2 separate regions of the Bos taurus genome follow, and region 2 is linked to region 1. Evidence: chromatin contacts called from public Hi-C data. All regions are on one chromosome and are shown on one strand. Each heading gives the region's core, a stretch centred on a gene start, on an enhancer-like site or on the middle of the called end of the contact. The rest is flanking DNA. Distances are from core to core; before and after follow the strand shown. Region 1 overlaps SORBS1 (sorbin and SH3 domain containing 1). Region 2 overlaps SORBS1 (sorbin and SH3 domain containing 1).

What was found. A called contact is a pair of places that touch in the nucleus more often than the background predicts.
Region 2: a Hi-C map of liver shows a contact between it and region 1, with 7 times the contacts expected there. The contact joins two enhancer-like sites. A contact is called at or near these places in 2 of 11 Hi-C or Micro-C datasets (liver and skeletal muscle).

Annotation. Positions count from the first base shown.
Region 1 is chr26:16,981,531-16,986,001 of ARS-UCD2.0, reverse strand. The region is part of intron 2 of SORBS1 (sorbin and SH3 domain containing 1); the gene reads left to right. Among named protein-coding and RNA genes, the nearest start is that of SORBS1, 70 kb to the left of the region's middle. Within about 2 kb of position 1,666, at least 10 of the 102 cell types and tissues checked have an H3K27ac peak or open chromatin away from gene starts, as enhancers often do. A contact at or near this core is called in liver, where this site is marked.
Region 2 is chr26:17,033,845-17,038,047 of ARS-UCD2.0, reverse strand. The region is part of intron 1 of SORBS1 (sorbin and SH3 domain containing 1); the gene reads left to right. Among named protein-coding and RNA genes, the nearest start is that of SORBS1, 18 kb to the left of the region's middle. Within about 2 kb of position 2,312, at least 12 of the 102 cell types and tissues checked have an H3K27ac peak or open chromatin away from gene starts, as enhancers often do. A contact at or near this core is called in liver, where this site is marked.

The sequences.
Region 1 (4,471 bases), core at 417-2,916:
AGAATAATAGTACCTCTTCTCGGCTTAACAAATGACCTAGAAAAATCTACAGTTCCTTCACTTCTTGTTTTTACTGGGACTCTTGCTTGATGTGCATGTTGACCAAGGTCATTGTTGGTTCAATGGCCATTGCCTTTATTTGTTGTAACGCTTCATGTTCATCAGCAACTTGGTGTGAGGCTTTGGGAAGAAATTTTCCTTTACTGTTCTAGGTCTTTCTGACTGGTCTAAGATTTGAACTGACATCAGACAGATTAACAGGAGAAAACTGAACAAAAGTGTAACAACCTGCATGCAAGGGAGAGACCCAGGAAAACTCAAGTAACTCCCCTAAGTGTCCAATACTCTAGTTTTCGATACTGTCCTTAGATAAAAGAGGATGAGAGTCAGTTATGGGAGTTGACCAGGAAAAGGACTGTAAACTAAGGTAAGGTTGTTATGTAGATTAGTCATCATCTTATCCATTGATAAGAGTTTCTAGAGGTCTCATCATCCTCCTCTACCCGGTACAACAGGGACACACCCTTACAAATGAAGATTTACCTGTAAGTGTTTCTTCTAAAAGGGTCACTTCTGTTTGGTTTTCAGAATTTTTCCCATGTCTGTGGTTTCTTAGAAACTATAACCAGCTTAACATAATTAATATGCCAAAGAGATATGTTTTGGGGTGGCAAATTCTGTTCCCCTACAGCCTCTTTACCTTGACCTTCACATTTCTTTGTGTTACAAAAATGTCAATCAGGCCAATTTCATTTCCTCTTTGGCTCTTTCAAAAAGGATTCAAGGCTGTTTCAGGCTAATATTTTACTCAGCCACCTTAGACAAATGTGAATTCAAATGGGGTGGGTGTAGTTGCCATGAGTTGAGGCACAAACTGTATTCGTTTCAATGGGCCATCTCCCTGCCGCCCTGTAGAGCAAAGTCTTATTATTGCATTGTGGATCAGAACATGGGATTTGGAATCTGTTGTGGTTGATAGCCCCTAACCCCAGAGTTCATTCAAAATGATCTTCCCAAACTCATTTTCCTTGTTTTAAAAATCTCAGCACCTGTCAGAAAATGTCAGTAATTTGCCCAAGTTGTAACTTTTTTTGAAAGCGGAGACTGAATCCAGTGTCTAGGACTAATGAGCAGATCACTACACTGTCTGGAGTGTGTGCTCTTTCGAGGTTCATTTCTACAGGGGTCATTGTCTAAAAGTATCTTCCTGGGCTAGCATGTTCGTTTGTCTTCCCAGAGGTTCATAAAGCTGTTTTCTGGCCAACATTTTTGTGTTCTACAGAGCCATGACATTCGTTCTGTGCAGCAGCCACGTTTCGTAGGTGTTGATGTTTCTCTAAGAGATTTACACATTTGATTTTATACTTTTAAAACAAACAGGACTTGTATCACATTTGCCAGCCAACCATGTGTAAAAACAAGATACTTTCTCCTTTTCTATCTAGTCACTACAAATAGTGAGATATTTTTCAGTCCCCCATCCTCCTCACCAGGTTTGGGGAAGTAAATGTTAGATTGTGCTTGGGGATGCCACTGAGATAAGGCCGTCAACATCATCTCCAGTGATCACTGAATGTCATGGAAAGAAATGATCTTGATTGCTCCACTGACTCATTTAGACTAGGCACCGCCTGATACCTGCTTCACAGCAGTGCCCTCGTCCTGCAGTCTCTTATCAGCATAGAGATGACTCACTCTGTTTTCCTCAGTAAGAGAGATTTTCTCCGGTCTGCTGATCCCATCACTGATTTAAAAGAAAAAAAAAAAAGGATCCTGCAGGAGTATGTTTGAGAAAAAAAAATGACTACGTTATCTGTGTTTGAACTTGCACAATTGAACTTTCACTTTTATAATCAGGTATTGGTTCTTAGGCTTTTGTGAGAAGAAGGGTCAAGAACACCACCCCTCCACCCCAGATGCACGTGTACCCACAGCATGCATAGTACTTTTACATTTTAAATAGATGACATTCCCCCATCTGGTTATCATGCCTTCTAACTTAGTCACATAAACCATTAGCATACCATTATAAAAGTGGCTGCCTCTGGGTACCTCTGGGTGGCATTTCTGATTAGACAAAAAGTTTAGGGAAAATTGCTATGTTCAAGGCAGCCTGACTTTGATGAAATGTACAACTTCTGGAATTGTCCCAACATGGACTCAAAAGCTGAAAATACTCTTAAATCAATTTCTATTATTTTAATTAAAGAAGGAAGTAAAGGTATCTTTACCCTTCTTGCTTTCTAACAGCTAATTTCAATCTTTTTCCTCAAATTTATGTATTCTCCCATCCTCATTCCCCTTGGGCAAGAGAAAAGCTATTATAAGGGAATAATATAGGTTTAAAAAAGAGTATATTAAAAAAAAGTGTATAGAATCCATTCTTCATTTTCCAATAAATTTGTGTTTCTAGGCACTGAATTTACTTCCTGAATTAATCATGTTTATAGCATTTTGTCCTTCAAACTAACTGTCTATAAAACACCAGTATTTAAAAAAATTTTAAAGTAAGTGACCAGAATTTTCAAAGTTGGGGAAGTTTCACATGATTGGGTTTCTAGCTGCTGTGCACAATGAGAATATCTAACAGTGCTGAGCCATATTCTTACATGGAACGGTATGGGCTGGAGTGGAACAGCCATTGACCCATCATGTGAGAGCATATGAGTCCCAATTTATTGCAGTCCCCAGACCATCATCTGTATCTGGATGGCCCTCTCAGCCTATATAACTCCAGCCTTTGTAACTCCTGACTTTCAGTATCAGTTTAAAATCTTATCTTGACATATCAAAGGATCTTGAGGTTCAGCAAAGAATCATTTTGGTATCCCCCTTTTTAAATGTGGAAACTACATTTACAGTGATAGAAAAATAGTTGTCTGTGGAGTGAAACATGTTTTTTTTCTTTAAGGGATTTATGCCTTTTTAAATAAGAGGGGAAGGAAAGACAGCAATAATGTAATTTTTCAGTATTCTTTACAGATATCCAATCATTATATTAATTTTGAAACATATCATGTACTCTGTATAATGTGGTTTGCTCATAAAATTACCATGTTGGAGACATTTATACAAATCTACTAATTATATTTGCTCTTAAATAGTTCCAGTTTTTTTTTTTCTTTCTTTCAAATGGAGCTGAACTACTGAACTTGAAGGAACTTGAACATTTCTTAGTTTCCCTTTTTATAATAAGCAGACAAAAATATAAAACTGGATGACAGAAGTCCCTGATGTTTTGGTGAAGCAGAGCTGTTAGTTTTTTGGTCCCTGGTACCTTCCAAAATATTCAGTAGATTATAGGAAAGGAGCTTCATAAAAACAAAAGCCAACAAGAAATCCTAAAACTTTAATAACCATGTGAATTTAAATCATTCCCATTTTATAAGCTATTGTGATCAGTCTGTTTCTAATAACGCCCTTTTCCTCCTAAAATTATTCCTGTAAACTTCCGAAAACTAAATGCTAGCCAGAATGGAGATAGCCTCTCAATCCTTTTTCATTTTTAGCTGCTTGGCTTTGGGTGAAAGCTCTTCGGACACTCTCGGTCTGCTGGACTGGCCAAGGAAGGGACAGTAGTTCTCATTCCGGTAACCTCCTGGGCCCTTACTGGCCACCTGCCCTGGGACAACCCACCCTCCCCAGGCTTTGTTTGTTTCTTATATGTAATGAGATCGTGTTTGAGTTTCACTCAAACCCCAACAGTCTAGAATTGTCATGTTCTGTCACGTGCCCCACACACGCAGAGCTGCACGTGAGTTCTGGGAAACTCTGGAGACCAACTACACAACCAGGTCTAGGGGGTTAGAAGACCAACATCTCAATGTGAAACCATTAGGTGGTGTTTCAGGAAACACTGAGGAGTTCCAGTTCTTTATGTCTCAGCGCAGAAAGAATTCAATGAGAAGCAAAGTGGTAGATAAGAAATGCTGTGTTAGAATAGGATATTCGTGAAGCTTACAAGCCATCGGGGTGAGAGAGTGCCACACCCTGAAAACTTTCCTTTATAATCAAAGGAAAAGTGGGGAGGGGGAGAAGACCCCCTTCTTTCTCATTCTTGAGTAGACATCACACTTTCATCATTAGCTCCTCCTCGAGGTTGAGCAGGGGAGTTTTCTTGTCTCTATATCAAGCTAATACTGTCCTGGCTATGGACAGGGTCTTTCACACTGAAATGTCACCTTTCCATAAATTTGTTTTTTAATGTGTGCAGATAGCATGATCTGGGGTCATTAATTTACTGAGCTCACTGGGTAGGATGTGGGTCTCATGCCACCATTGTCTTACTGTTTTGGGGCATGTCTTGTGCTTCTGTTGCTAAGCAACCCTGCTTTTGGAGAAGGCAATGACAACCCACTCCGGTACTCTTGCCTGGGGAATCCCAGGGACGGCGGAGCCTGGTGGGCTGCTGTCTATGGGGTCGCACAGAGTCGGACACGACTGAAGTGACTTAGCAGCAGCAGCAGCAACC
Region 2 (4,203 bases), core at 1,063-3,562, 51 kb before region 1:
GGCAGGAAAGGTTTGATCTGGTGGGACTGAGGAGCTGTGGCAGGTTTTTAAACAAGAGAGTGGCATGAAAAAGGCATGTTGTCCTTGTCCTGATGTGATAGGGACCAGGCGGTGGCCCTTTATCAGGGTTCCTGGTCTTCGTGATGAGAAGGAGGTGCGACACGAGGCAGGGGGAGAGGTGGAGGTGACCGTGAGCTTCCCAGCCTGGGAGGATGGTGACGCTTGAGACAGGAGAGGGCCAGGCTGATGGGCAAGAGGCTGTGAGCAGAGGCTTGGTGTGTCTAGAGTCCTGAGTCTCCGGTCCTAACCCAGCCCTGCCTTTGAACTAGCTGAGAGATCTTGGGCCAATTCCCTGATCTCCTGGGCTCTTTATGGCAAGGGGAAGGATCTGGGCTGGAGATCTGTGAATTTGTGAGGCTGCCCTATGGGGGTGAGCAAAGAAACATCTTCCTGGAGTGGGCAGTGGGTGTAGGGGAGAGGCTCTGGGTGATCAGGTTGGATGAAGAATTTGGAGGAGAAGAATATTCAGACTCACCCTGCCCTCTCAGGGTGCTTATGAGACCCTGACATAAGGGGCGTATAAAATCTCAGCCAGGACAGTGTTGAGGTCTCTGCTCCATTCTGAGTGGAGCAGGGGAGGGGTTAATCTTCCTGGATTCACAGAAAGGAAATTCTCAGAGCAGGGAACTGGCTTTTAGTGAACTCCTACCCCCTCCTCTCCACCTGCCCCTCCCACCCCACTCCCCAAGTCAGCTTTTGGGAAACTGTGGCCTTGGACCTTTAGAAAAACGAGTTTGTGTGGAGAAGGTTTCCTGACAGAGGAGGGCTTGGATAGAGCCTGGGGAAAGGGCAGATGGAAGGACTTCCCAGAGAAGGAGAGTGACCCAGAGTTACAGTACAGGATTTCAGATGGAGAGCCCAGAACGGAAAGCAGACATATTTTGAATACCTAGTGTGTGTGTTAGCTCTGTGCCAGGTGCTTTCATGATCGTTGTCTCGTAATCTTGACCTCATTTCTGCCTCTATTATCCCATTTTACAGATAAGGCAGCAGGATAAGACAGATGAACTAATTTGCCCAAGGTCTCAGAATGGCAGGATTTCATTTCTCAGGGGAACCTAGGGAAAAGGGGGAAAGATGTGTCTTTGTAACACTTATTTCTTCTTAAGCACTTACTGAAAATGTGGGTCCAGCCGCCCTCTGTGCTGCGGCATTCCAGTATAGCACAGAATCTTGGTGATCTCCAGGGTCTAAATCTCTTACTTTATGGATTAGGAAACTGAGGCCCAGGAGAAGGGCTATGCCAGGGTCAGGAGCAGAATAGGGATGAAAACTAGGAGAGTCTGGAGACTTCGAGACTGTTATGGCTCTTTTAAGGCCTCCCTGTGGAAAAGTTTGTTTTTAGACAACAATGGAACCCTTTGTCTGGAGAGTTGGTCGGGGCAGGGTTGGAGCTGAAAGATTCTGTGTGTGTGTGTGTGTGTGTGTGTGTGTTCTTTCCTTCACTTTAACCTCAGATGCCTTTGAACCAGCAGGAAGGATTCCTTAAGACCAAAGGTTAAGACCAAAGGCATTTAACAGGTGGAAAGGGCATAGGAAGTGTAGGGGGGGGGTGGGGGGTGGGGGGAGAAGATCAGAAACCAAAGAAATAGAAGATTAAACTCTAGGCTTGGCTAAAAGGAATTTTCCAGGCCTGTAAAAACTCACTAACGTTTATCAGATCCCCACTGTGCCTGGCAGTCTTTATGTGTCATTTTTATGTAACTGCCATGGCCGAGGTGCTGTTGATTGCTCCCATTTTATAGATGAAGGAACTGAGGCTCCAAGAGGCTGTGATGTGCCTCATGTCACAGAGATAGTAAGACGTAGAGCCAGGACTCCAGCCCATATCCACCTGATCAAAAGCTCTGCCTGTAACCCCTAAGGTGTTTTATAGTACTGGGAGCGTCAGGAGTCTGAATATTTGGGGATATACAGAATAGCACATTTAGGGAGCGAGCCCTTCAGCCATGGTTCTGTGGAGGCAGTTTTACTCCTATGGGACATTTGGTGATGTCTGGAGAGACTTCGCTTGTCATGTAGGGGGTGCTCCTGGCTTTTGGTGGGTAGAGGCCGGCATGCTCCTCATATATCCTGGAGTGCAGGATGGCCCCACCACCAAGTTACCCCACACCAGATGTCAGTGCTCTGAGGCTGAGCACTCCTGCCCCTGGGGGGCCTGGGTGTGTCTTTACCTCAGGCATAGGGTGCGTAGAAGGCCACCTGGAAAGCCCACCTGAGTTGTTCCCTTGCCTTCAGGGACTTGTGTTGTACCTTAGGGGATGTTTGCAGTTTGGGTTCCTCACTGATTCCCGAGGGGCTGGCGTGGTGGTTGTGGAGAGTGGAGGCCTAGAGGAAAAATTCCAGTAAGCCCAGGGTGGCCCAGGGCTGCGGAGCTGCAGCAGGTGAGAGGTGGGTGGGTCCAGTCCTGACTGCCAGGAACTCATTCGACTGTCTCTGGGTATCACCGAAATAAGAACAGATGCAGCTAATTGTCTGTTTTTTTCCTTCGTAAAAGGAAGTGGTCACTATGACCACTCACCACCGGAATGTCTGAGAAGGGGGTACCCATGTTGCAGTTGCCCTTGGAAGTGACCGTGACGCTTGCCAAGCTCCTTTGTTACTAGTTACTGTTTAATCGGACTCTTGTCCGCCAGGGCCACTCAGGGTAGAGCTGCAGACATGTCTGGGAAAGCCTGGGCACCCATGGCCCTTACTTGAGCTTCTCTGAGCAGTTTTATCTGCACATTGTCAGTGGCGGAGCCCCCTCTTCCAGGTCAGGTACAGGCAAAGCATGTGTGTGTTCTTGTCTTGCGTGGTATATGTCACCAGGTGAGACTTTGGCCTCAGCAGGCCTTCCCCTGTGACCCCTGTGTCAGGCTCTCCCTCCGTTGCCAAGCTTCCATCGCAGCGCCTTTCCCCTGCTGGCCCTCCCAGCCTTCTATCACCTGGGCCCCGCCCCAAGACCTCCTTTCTGAAGCTCTCTGGCCACATGAGCTGCCAGAGTCACCTCCCCACTCCAGACACCCTCTGCCCAGTGACTCCTCTGGTCGTTTATCCGGTCATTACATCCTACTGCTGCTGTGTCATCTTCTGACCTCTCCAGGGGTTCACTCCCTAGTGGTGTGGGCTTGGGTGAGTCACTTAACCTCTGGAGAAGCAACGTAATGTCAAAGCAGGTAACCTTAGTCCCCTCCTAGCATCAGTGTGGAAGGGGAAGCACAGCTCTTGGATGTGGGGCGTTTCTCTAAGGTTGGTGGAAATTTAGGCTCCCCTTGGATCGCATACAGATTTGTGGAGAACTTGGAACTCCTTGTCGGAATGCTGTCTCCAGACTAAATGAGGAAACTTCTCTAATAGTAATTCTTTGCTCATCAAATGTTTGGTGAGTGCCTGTTGTGTCTAGAGGTGTGTGGGGGGTTCAACAGGACTGTACGTTGGGTCTCTTGGGCACGACCTTTAAGGAGCCCCAGCCCTGTGGGGTACTGGGGTACAAAAACTTAACCAAGGAGCTTCCAGCATATCACCCTGTTTCCATCCTTACTACCTGCTGTCACAATTGTGTACACCACCCCCCACCACATACACCAAAGTTCCATAAGAGGTGGAACTTTTTCAGCCTTCTTCACTATGTGCCCAACACATAATGTGCAGTTAGTAAATACTTGTTGAATGAATGCAGTCAAGAATGGCACCATTTAACTTGGGTTTTGCAGGGAGAGTAGGGCTTCCCTGGTGGCTCTGATGGTAAAGAATCTGTCTATAACGCAGGAGACCCAGATTCAATCCCTGGGTGGGGAAGATCCCTTGGAGAAGGAAATGGCAACCCATTCTAGTATTCTTGCCTGGAAAATCCCATGGACAGGAGAGTCTGGCGGGCTACAGTCCATGGGGGTCACAAAGAGTCAGACATGACTGAGTGACTAACACACAAAAGCCTTGCAGGGAGAGTAGGAGTTAGACCTCTGTAGGTGGTGCTCTGGCCAGCGCTGGGGTCGGGTGGAGGCAGGAGGAGGAAATGCTGGGAACAAATGCACAGGGATAGTAAAGCCCAGGATGTGCTGTGTAACTACAGGTCCATTGGAATTGGACCTGCAAAATGCAGAAAGACTGGAAAGGTAAGCTGGGGCCAGAGGGTGGAGAGTCTTGAATTCAAGCTTATGG